Linked DNA regions of Pan troglodytes: all the other regions are linked to region 3. Evidence: chromatin contacts called from public HiChIP or PLAC-seq data. All regions are on one chromosome and are shown on one strand. Each heading gives the region's core, a stretch centred on a gene start, on an enhancer-like site or on the middle of the called end of the contact. The rest is flanking DNA. Distances are from core to core; before and after follow the strand shown.

The links. HiChIP or PLAC-seq counts read pairs in DNA pulled down with a chosen protein or histone mark.
Region 1: a contact with region 3 is called in an H3K4me3 HiChIP or PLAC-seq map of stem cell-derived excitatory neurons, with 9 times the contacts expected there. The contact joins the promoter of RRAGA here to the promoter of LOC100614312 in region 3. A contact is called at or near these places in 1 of 7 Hi-C or Micro-C datasets (stem cell-derived neural progenitor cells) and 1 of 1 datasets of contacts at active chromatin or transcription factors (stem cell-derived excitatory neurons).
Region 2: a contact with region 3 is called in an H3K4me3 HiChIP or PLAC-seq map of stem cell-derived excitatory neurons, with 7 times the contacts expected there. The contact joins the promoter of HAUS6 here to the promoter of LOC100614312 in region 3. A contact is called at or near these places in 1 of 7 Hi-C or Micro-C datasets (induced pluripotent stem cells) and 1 of 1 datasets of contacts at active chromatin or transcription factors (stem cell-derived excitatory neurons).

The regions. Positions count from the first base shown.
Region 1 is chr11:96,853,265-96,856,768 of NHGRI_mPanTro3-v2.0_pri, reverse strand. RRAGA (Ras related GTP binding A) reads left to right here and starts at 1,320. Exons shown (of 1, transcript XM_528488.8): 1 at 1,320-3,453. The coding sequence starts at 2,130. The coding sequence ends at 3,071.
Region 2 is chr11:96,799,271-96,803,024 of NHGRI_mPanTro3-v2.0_pri, reverse strand. HAUS6 (HAUS augmin like complex subunit 6) reads right to left here and starts at 2,448. Exons shown (of 17, transcript XM_009456365.4): 1 at 1,824-2,448. The coding sequence starts at 1,951.
Region 3 is chr11:96,437,573-96,441,418 of NHGRI_mPanTro3-v2.0_pri, reverse strand. LOC100614312 (microtubule-associated proteins 1A/1B light chain 3B) reads right to left here and starts at 1,816. Exons shown (of 2, transcript XM_063787347.1): 1 at 1,766-1,816; 2 at 1-95. The coding sequence starts at 1,816.

The sequences.
Region 1 (3,504 bases), core at 71-2,570, 420 kb before region 3:
GCAAATTTGGGCTCAACAATGCCAATTATCATTAAGTTTCAGAACACTAGAATAAGAAAATTTCGAATATGTTTTTAGAGAGGAAAGAATAGATCAAAACCAAGAAGCAGGCATCAGACTACTGGCTGCTAAAAGACGATGGAGCAACAGAGCAATGCCTCCAAGACTCTGAGGAAAAATTGTGTCCAACCAATCAAGTGTGAGGGTAAAAACAAAGAAATTTTCAGACATCCAATGTCTTGAAATTTTTACTCTCCTCATACTTTTTATCTGGAAACTATTGGAACATGTGTTCCACCAAATGAGCCAAAAATGAGAAGATGTGAAATCAGGAAAAAGAATACCCAACTCGAAAGAACGGGGAAGGGAAACCCCAGAATGGTGGTGAAAGGCGATCAGATAAGAAGGCTCCAGAAGAGGTATCACCAAGGAGATGAAATTGAATACATTGAGAGGAGATTTTCCACATACTATATTGCATTACGGAATTTCACTCTATGATTTCCATAAACTACAGCAAAGGCCATTTTTGAACTTCTTTTACTGCACACGTTAACAGTAGGAATTAAAATATTTTTTGAATAAATGAAAGAATGGAATACCTGAATTTGTACAGTACACTATACACTTTGATAAGGGCTTTAGGCCAGGCACGGTGGCTCACGCCTATAATCCCATACTTTGGGAGGCCGAGGCAGGTGGCTGGCTTGAGGTCAGGAGTTCCAGACCAGCCTGGCCAACATAGTGAAACCCCGTCTCCACTAAAAATACGAAAATTAGCCGGGCGTGGTGGCAGGTGCCCACAATCCCAGCTATTTGGGGGGCTGAGGCAGGAGAATCGCTTGAACTCAGGAGGCGTAGGTTGCAGTGAGCTGAGATCGCGCCACTGCACTCCAGCCTGGGTAACAGAGTGAGACTCCGTCTCAAAAGAAAAAAAAAGGACTTTAAGGTAGATACAGAGGCTTCAGTATCCTGATGACTCTCATTCATTCTGTATGAACGATACTGGCGACACTGATTCACTCAACTACTTGAAGACCAAGAGCAGAATTATATTATGCTTTGAGAGGGGCACAGGGTAGCCTATTGTTAGGCAAATAGACCGCAGCAAGACTGTCTAAAACCAAATTCCATTTCATCATTTAGTATCTGTGTAACTTGGTCAAGTGACTTAACCTCTCTAACCTTTGATTCCCTAACTTGAAAATAGGGTTATTAATTCACAGGGTTACTGTGAGGATGGAACTAATGCATGGGATTCCACATTATCATTTCCTCGAGCTTTGGAATTCTAATTATAAATTCTAAAGTCTGAGATTACGGAAAAGCAGATGTGAGAAAGAAATTAAAAGCACCCACTGGAAGCCAGGATGTCTCCTAGGAGGGACTTGCTATTACCTAGCTGCGCAGCAACGGGCAATCGCTTGTCTACAAGTCTCACTTTCCGCGCCTGCACAGTCTCCATCTGCCCTGCCCTTGTACTCACTGGGCCGGGCAAGCTGGGGAGGCCTAAGCGGACTGGGAAGTTAGGCTTTCCCTCCACTTCACCAGTCGGCTGCCCCTGCGGAAACCGGCCCGACACACCTCGCTCCTAAAGCCAGTTGCGGTGGCGGTGGTGGTTGGGGCTTTTTTTGGCCACGAGAGGGCAGCATTTCCCCCGGCCAACCACACACGTACCCCTAGCAACCGCAAACCCAGCTGCAACAGAACAAAAGACCGAAGTCCTCGAGCTTCCCTTCCATCTTAGGGCTCACGCCGCCCCGGTTAGGTTTCATTAGAGCAGCGGCTTTTCAAGGCTCGTCGGGCACGGAGGGCGGAGCGAGGGAGCTCTCGCGAGATCGCCGCCGGAAGTGGGTGGTGGCGGGGACGCAGCGGCTCCCTCTCCGGAAAGCGAGCGTAACTCCCGAGCCGTTGCCACTGACAGCCGCGGGCGCTCCCATCTGAGTAAGAGCCAGCCCGTCCGCGGCCTCTCCAGCCCCGGGTTCGCGCTCTCGACTCTCCTGCCTGCCCAGCTGCGCGGCGGAGCGGAGCGAGGCGCGGCCTGCGAGTCCCCGGCAGCCCCCGACCCCTCCCTCGGCGCTGCGTGTAGGCCGCGCCCTCAGGCCCAGTCCGCGGTGCCCCGGCGGGTGATGCCAAATACAGCCATGAAGAAAAAGGTGCTGCTGATGGGGAAGAGCGGGTCGGGGAAGACCAGCATGAGGTCGATAATCTTCGCCAATTACATTGCTCGCGACACCCGGCGCCTGGGGGCCACCATTGACGTGGAGCACTCCCACGTCCGATTCCTAGGGAACCTGGTGCTGAACCTGTGGGACTGTGGCGGTCAGGACACCTTCATGGAAAATTACTTCACCAGCCAGCGAGACAATATCTTCCGTAACGTGGAAGTTTTGATTTACGTGTTTGACGTGGAGAGCCGCGAACTGGAAAAGGACATGCATTATTACCAGTCGTGTCTGGAGGCCATCCTCCAGAACTCTCCTGACGCCAAAATCTTCTGCCTGGTGCACAAAATGGATCTGGTTCAGGAGGATCAGCGTGACCTGATTTTTAAAGAGCGAGAGGAAGACCTGAGGCGTCTGTCTCGCCCGCTGGAGTGTGCTTGTTTTCGAACGTCCATCTGGGATGAGACGCTCTACAAAGCCTGGTCCAGCATCGTCTACCAGCTGATTCCCAACGTTCAGCAGCTGGAGATGAACCTCAGGAATTTTGCCCAAATCATTGAGGCCGATGAAGTTCTGCTGTTCGAAAGAGCTACATTCTTGGTTATTTCCCACTACCAGTGCAAAGAGCAGCGCGACGTCCACCGGTTTGAGAAGATCAGCAACATCATCAAACAGTTCAAGCTGAGCTGCAGTAAATTGGCCGCTTCCTTCCAGAGCATGGAAGTTAGGAATTCCAACTTCGCTGCTTTCATCGACATCTTCACCTCAAATACGTACGTGATGGTGGTCATGTCAGATCCGTCGATCCCTTCTGCGGCCACTCTGATCAACATTCGCAATGCCCGGAAACACTTTGAGAAGCTGGAGAGAGTGGATGGCCCCAAGCACAGTCTCCTTATGCGTTGAATATTGCCAAATGCTCTTTCGGAAAATGCTGAATTGCCTTTTTTGTTTGCATCCTTTATTTTTAATATTCATAATGTCGTGTGCTTAAAAGTGGGCTTTGAAGTGTGTGCTGCTTACTTCTTTCATCTTTCTCCCCGCTTCCCCAGTCTTTAAACATTGGACGCTATTTACTCAGCTACCCAGTAGAGCTTGAAGCTGGCCTTTCTGAGAAGTTGGTATGGTGTAACACTAAAGTAGGTGGTTCGTGTGTGTTCTCATTACCTGGTTATGATAGATATGCACATCAAAGCCTTTACCAGTATCTTCCTGTATTCCGTATCAGATTGCAAAGACGGAATGTTACTATTTTATCAGCAAGGTATTAAAATGCATTTATAAATTCTTCTTGGCTTCATTCATGAATAAACGTGTTAGCAATTTAAAACATGGCCTT
Region 2 (3,754 bases), core at 1,199-3,698, 360 kb before region 3:
GATGAATGGATAAAGAAATTGTGGTATATATACACAATGGAATATTATTCAGCCACACAAAAAGAAGAAAATCCTGTCATCTGCAGCAACATGGATGGGACCGGAGGTCATTATCTTAAGTAAAATAAACCAGGCACGGAAAGACAAATATCACATGTTCTCACATGTGAAAGCAAAAAAAGCGGACCTCATGGAGGTAGGGAGTAGAATGGTGGTTAACACAGTCTAGGAAAGGAAAAGGGAGAGAAGGAGGGAGGAAGAGAAGTTGATTAACGGGTACAAATATACAGTTAGATAGAAGGAATAAGTTCTAGTGTTCAATAGTACATAAGTGAAACTATAGTTAAAAATAATTTATTGTATATTTTAAAATAGCTAGAAAAGAACTGAAATGTTTCCAACACAAAGGAAAGATAAATGTTTGACATGATGGCTATCCCATTTATCCTGATCTGATCCTTATACATTGTTTAAGTGTATCAAAATATCAAAATTTTATATCCCCAAAATATGTACAACTATGAACATAAATAAAACAGGCCAGGCTCGGTGGCTCACATCTGTAATCCCAGCACTTGGAGTGGCCAAGGCGGGGGGATTGCTGGAGGCCAGGAGCTCAAGACCAGCCTGGGCAACATGCCGACCCTAGGCATGGTGCCACGCACCTGTAGTCCCAGCTACTCAGGAGGGTGAAGTGGGAGGATCGCCTGAGCCCAGGAGTTAGAGGCTGCAGTGAGCTGTGATCGCACAACTGCACTCCAGACTGGGCGACACAGTGGGAGACCCTGTCTCAAAACAAAAAACAATGGCTCATATCTATAATTCCAGCACTTTGGAAGACCGAAGCAGGAGGATTGCTTGAGCCCAGGAATTTTGAGACCAGCCTGGGCAACATGGTTAGCTACTATCTCTAAAATAAAAATACTTTAAAAAAATAGAGGCCGGGCACGGTGGCTCACGCCTGTAATCCCAGCACTTTGGGAGGCCGAGGCAGGTGGATCATGAGCTCAGGAGATCGAGACCATCCTGGCCAACATGGTGAAACCCCGTCTCTACTAAAGATACAAAAATTAGCTGGGCGTGGTGGCAAGTGCCTGTAATCCCAGCTACTCGGGAGGCTGAGGCAGGAGAATCGCTTGAACCAGGGAGTTGGAGGTTGCAGTGAGCCGAGATCGTGCCACTGCACTCCAGCCTGGCAACAGAGCGAGACTCCATATGAAAGAAAAGAATTCCTCTTGGCCTACAGTGGGAATGATTAAATAGAGATACTGGCTAAAGTTGATAAAACAGAAGTGGAAAAAGTAGGGAAGGGGCTTTTACTTTCCATACTTTTCTTAAAAGGGTATTTGTTTTTAATACCCTTCTCCGTTGTTTTATGCTAACTCCAACATGCCTTACTAATTAAAAAATTAAAAATTATAAAATTAAACAACCACCTTCAAAGGCTCCCTTGAGTCCAAAAGGTGTTTTGTACATATGGTTCCCATGCTCTTCCACTACCACCCGCCATCCCTCCCACTACTTCACAAACCACCCCTCCACCACATAGGCAGAGTTAAGCTGCTCCTCCAGTTTTGCACTCTCCCCATCTGCAGACTTTTGCACTCCCCTACAGAGCGCTTCCGGCACTCTTGCATTATTTACTGTCTGTCTCTGCCCCTAGGCTGGCAGCAACTGGGAGTAGGAACTTTGGAGCCAATGCCTGGCACAGAGTAACTGCTCAACCAATTCTGATTAATCAACCTCCGGGGTGTACAAAAGGGCGAGTCCCCCGGCGTCCCCCGGTTCAGGCTCCCCCGCCCCGCCGGCCCCGGCCTCCTTACACTCCGAGGTGCGTGTGCGACACGATCTTTCCGCAGGCAATGGTTGCCGGGCCTGGCTCGAAGCCGAGCGCCTGCAGATACATCCAGAGATGCTCCTTCTCGAAAGCGGTGACCGAGGCCGAGCTCATCCTCGCGGTAGGCACGGCGGCTGCAAAGAAAGAAAGAGCAAGCCCAGGGGACTCGGAGGGCCCTCAAGATCCCTCCCTACGGTCAGCCTGAGGTCGCGGTGGTCCTTCCATTGCCAACGCCTGCTCCTTTCACGCCCAGAGCCATTTCGCCTCAAAGGGCCTTACAACCTCCGGGAAACTGAGTTTCTAACGGTATAGTGCGGCCACCACTGCCTAAGCGAAGCCACCACAAACCGAGACTCCCGCCCTTAACGAAGAGCAGTGTGCGCCGGCGCCGCCAGGCGTCCGAGGGAGGAGGGACTTCCGGCAAAGACTATATCTCCCGCCATGCAATGCGTCCTTCTCTCCTCCCTTCCGGCCATGCCCAGCCAAGAAACTACAAGACCCACGGGGCATTGCGCGGCCAGCGACTTGCTCTGCGCTTGCTTAACCGCTGTCGTGCCCAGATCCTCGGGCCTTTGGGTTTCTGATTCTTGGTTAGTGGGGTCCATTTGCTTGTGTATCCTAGTTGTTACGTCACAAAAAAGCCATAAATGGAGCACTATGCCTCGGTGTAGAGATAAAGCATTGGTTCCATCCTCCGCTATGCTCACTGTGACTCTAATCAAGCCACGTAATCTCTGAGCCTCATTTCTGTCGTTAGCGAAATCTATGTCCTCAAATGCTGGATGTTCCTTTTCCTGCTTTAAATGAAATCTGGCTCTATACTCCCCCTGCAGTCCTTTTTTTTTTTTTTTTTTTTTTTTTGAGACGGGGTTTCGCTCTTGTTGCTCAAGTTGGGGTGCAGTGACGCGATTTCGGCTCACTGCAACCTCCGCCTCCCGGGTTCAAGCGATTCTCCTGCCTCAGCCTCCCGAGTAGCTGGGATTAGCAGGTGTCCGCCACCACGCCCGGCTAATTTTTTTGTATTTTTAATGGAGACGGGGTTTCGCCATTTTGGCTGGCTGGTCTCGAACTCCTGACCTCAGGTTATCTGCCGGTCTTGGCCTCCCAAAGTGCTGGGATTACAGGCGTGAGCCACTGCGCCTGGCCGCCTGCAGTCCTCTTATTTTTTTTTTTTTTTTTTTTTTTTTTTTTTTTTTTTTTGAGACGGAGTCTAGCTCTGTCGCCCAGGCTGGAGTGCAGTGGCGCAATCTCGGCTCACTGCAAGCTCCGCCTCCCAGGTTCGCGCCATTCTCCTGCCTCAGCCTCCCGAGTAGCTGGGACTACAGGCTCCCACCACCACGCCGGGCTAATTTTTTGTATTTTTAGTAGAGACGGGGTTTCACCGTGTTAGCCAGGATGGTCTCGATCTCCTGACCTCGTGATCCGCCCGCCTCGGCCTCCCGAAGTGCTGGGATTATAGGCGTGAGCCACCGCACCCGGCCAGTCGTCTTAATTGACAGCTGTTGCCTACCACAAACCCCACTGACAACAGGGCCTGGAAGTGGATTGGGTAACCTGCTTTTAAGTCTCATTGCTACCTCTGGCAATGATTGTCTCCTGCCTCACTAAAATCACCTTAATAAAAGAGAGAGAGGCGGGGCAGAGTGGCTCACGCCTATAATCCCAGCACTTTGGGAGGCCAAGGTGGGCGGATCACCTGAGGTGGGGAGTTCGAGACCAGCCTGACCCACATGGAGAAACCCCGTCTCTACTAAAAATACAAAATTAGCCGGGCGTGGTAGCGCATGCCTGTAATCCCAGCTCAGCTACTCGGGAGGCTGAGGCAGAAGAATCGCTTGAACCCGGAAGGCAGACGTTGCAGTGAGCCAAGATCCTTCCACTGCATTCCAGCCTGGGCGACAAAGTGAGACTCTGTCT
Region 3 (3,846 bases), core at 567-3,066:
CTGGTGCGGGGATCCAGGCGGCGGCGGCGACGGCGCGAGGGTCCCCGCGGCTCCTGGGGGCGGCGCGGGCGGTAGAAGTATTTTTTCTTGTCATTCTGGAAGCAGTACAATGTAACAACTATTTACATAGCTTTTACATATAACTAATGTAGAGATGATTTAAAGTATAGGGGAGGGCTGGGAGCGGTGGCTGGCGCCTGTAATCTCAGCACTTTGGAAGGCGGAGGTGGGCGGATCACTTGAGGTCAAGAGTTGGAGACCAGCTTGGCCAACATGGTGAAACCCCGTCTCTACTAAAAACACAAAAATTAGGCTGGCGTGGTGGTGCATGCCTGTAGTTCCAGCTACTCGGGAGGCTGAGGCAGGATAATCGCTTGAACTCAGAAGGTGGAGGTTGCAATGAACCGAGATCGTGCCACTGCACTCCAGCCTGGGTGACAGAGCAAGGCTCTGTCTCAGGGAAAAAAAAAAAAAAAAAAAAAAAAAAGGGGCGGGGGGAGAATGTGTATAGGTTATATACAAATACTGCGTGATTTTATATCCTGGACTTGAGCATCCTCAGGTTTTTGTAAATGGCAGCTAGTAATCAAAACCATCTACTGCTTAACAGTCCTGGATGCTGGTACTGCCTGTGGCCATAGTGAGGAGTCACGAGCTATCTCTCTTTGCTCAGTGACAGGTCTGCAAGTCTCATTATTTCCTGGCCATCTCTATTGGATGCCCATAGACAACTCACATTTGCCTTTACTTATACCTCTCTTAAATCTGGGCCTTGTCCACTTTCTCAGTGAGTGGTGTCACTTTCCATTCAGTTGGCAGAGGCAGTCCCCACCTCTCTCAGTTGTCTATATCCAATCTATTTTGAGACAGGGTCTTGCTCTGTCACTCAGGCTGGGTGCAGTGGTGTAATCATAGTTCAAGGCAGCCTCCCTCTCCTGGGCTCAGGGGATCCCTCCTGCCTCAGCCTCCTGAGTCACTGAGACCACAGTCACGTGTCACCATGCCTGGCTAATTTTTAAATTTTGTCTCTTTATGTTGCCCAAGCTGGTCTCAAACTCCTTGGCTCAAGTGATCCTCCTGCCTTGGCCTCCCAAAGTGCTGGAATTATAGGTGTTAGCCACTGTGTCCAACCCATATCCAATCTAGAAGTAAATAAATCCTGTTAATTCCACTTCTCCAATGTCTCAAATCCATCCATTTTTCCTTATCCTGGAGAAGGTGCCACCTTCTATTGCCCATCTGTCCTGCTGGAGCCACAGCTGTCTTTCTAGAGAGAAATCTGACAGTGTCCTTCCTGCTCAGGCCCCACCAGTTCCTTCCCATTGCTCTTAGAACAAAACAAACCTGATTGGAGACCCTGAGTGTGATCTGAAGTCTCCTCCACGATCTGGTCCCTGCCTTCCTTTCCAGTCTTTCTGGTTTTGAGCGTCTCCCCCTTGTCCCCTTCACTCGAGTCTCTCAGAGCTTTGTGTGTTCTTCCTGGTCTTTCACATGGCCTTTGGGCCTGTCTCCATGGCTGTGTAACAGATCACCTCAAAACTTAGTGGCTTGAAACATCAGAAATTTATTCTGTCACGGTTCAGGAGGCCAGAAGTCGAAAATCAAGGTGTGGGCGGGGTTGGCTCCTTTTGGAGGCTCTGAGCAAGAATCTGCTCCATGTCTCTCCTTCCACTGTCATGGGGCTTCTTCCTTGTGTCCCTGTGGCCTTGTGTCTAAGTTTCTCCTTTATCTTATAAAGACATCAGTCATTGAACTTAGGGCCCACCCTAATCCGGTATGACCTCATCTTAACTAATGACATCTGCAAAGACCCCATTGCCAAATAAGGTCACATACTGAGATTCTGGGTGAAGGTGAATTTTGGGCAAACGTTATTTGAACCACGCACTACACTGTCATGTGCCAGGAATGTGGAATCCCCTCCCCACTTTTAGCTAAAACCGCCAGAATGGATTTAGCGTTGTGGAACCTCTAGACTCCTCCCGTGTGTGCACGCATAGCGTTGTGGAACCTCTAGACTCCTCCCGTGTGTGCACGCACCTTGCATGCACACATAGGTGCACACTGACAAGTGCTGGCACACACATGCCCAGGGCTTCCTCTTTCTCTCCCATGGTCCCTGGTGAAATTTCCTGTAATACCTTTTCATGCCCTCCCTCTGAGGCGGGGAGGGGTACCGCTACCTACAACCAGCTGTGGAAAATACCCCGAGAAGCAGTGAAGGGAGGCAGCACTAAGGAGGAGAGGGGTGTGGGCTGAGCTAGGAAAGAGGAGGTTTTAGGAAGCTGGCCTGGGGGTTCACTTGGAAGAAAACCTGTTCTCTTCCCAAATCTTAGGATGTCTGGTGGGATAAAGCCATCCAGTCTGGCCTCTCCCTACCCGCACCGCCTGGCCTCCTCATCTTTGTATTCCCAGAGACAAACCCAGGGCCTGGGAGACTGAATCCAAGCATCAATTTATCAACCAATCAATCCGTAGAGCAGCGGTCTCCAACCTTTTTGACACCAGGGACCGGTTTCATGGAAGACACTTTTTTCCACAGACTGGAAAGGGCTGGGAGTGTGAGGTGGAGAATGGTTTCAGATGGTCCAAGCTCATTACATTTATTGTGCACTTTATTTCTATTATTATTACATTGTAACGTATAATGAAATAATTATTGTAATGTAAGAATAATAATTATTCCATTGTAATATATAATGAAATAATTACAACTCACCATAATGTAGAATCAGTGGGAGCCCTTAGCTTGTTTTCTTGCAACTAGGTGGTCCCATCTGGGGATGATGGGAGACAGTGACAGATCATCAGGCATTAGATTCTCATAAGGAACATGCAACCTAGATCCCTCCCATACGCAGTTTACAACAGGGTTCACACTCCTATGAGAATCGAATGCCACTGCTGATCTGACAGGAGGTGGAGCTCAGGCGGTCATGCTTGCCTTCGCCCCGGGGCTCACCTCCGTCTGTGCAGCCGGGTTCCTAACAGGCCACAAAGGAGTACTGGTCTGCGGCCTGGGGTGTGGAGACCCCTGCCTTAGAGCAAAAGAGTTTTGGGGTGTGGTGAGAATACCTTGCCCTGGTGAGGAAGGCTTCCTGGATTGGAATGCGGCGTCCAAACTGATACCTGACGGGCAGCGAGCACTAGGCCAGGGGAAAGGTCTCCAGGCTGCCAGACCGCTGGGCAGATGATGGCTCTTCTGTCCACGGCACCTGGTTGGATGTCAGGAGTACTGAGGAGTGTGCGTGTGAGCGTGTGAGTGTGTGTGTATTTTTGTGCAGAGCAAGCGTGAAAGAAGCCAGCAGGAGCCATACCCATGAGTTGAAAATATCAGAAAGGGGAGCTATGACCTGCAAGACACATTGTGATTGTGGTGTCTTGGCCATTGTCCGTTGGGACCACAGGAAGGTCAGGGATGCACTTCTGCTTGGTCCTATGGCTGGCAGTTGGGAGATGCGGGCGTGGGGAGCGGAGCCCGGTGGGTGTAGTGTCTGGAGCGGGCTGGGAGCAGCTCGGCCTGGGTGTCCGAGGAGCGGGCGGGCGCTGCTCCGGGCGCCCACCAGGGGGCAGTGCTGCCGGGCGAGAGCGCGGTGGGCTGAAGGGCGCGGGGCTGCGGGGCTCGGGGCTGTGGGACTTGAAGGCGCGTGGCTGTGGGACTAGAAGGCGCGTGGCTGTGGGACTAGGGGCTGGCGGGCGCTGGGCGCAGGGCTGCGGCGGGGGCGGCCAGGGCGGCTTTTGCCTCCTCCGCAGGCGGGAGAGAGTTCTTGCGTGCCTGCCTATACTCGCCGCCGGGGATGTTTCCAGGCGAGCGGACCGTGCTGACTCTGGGCCGCAGAAATGCGC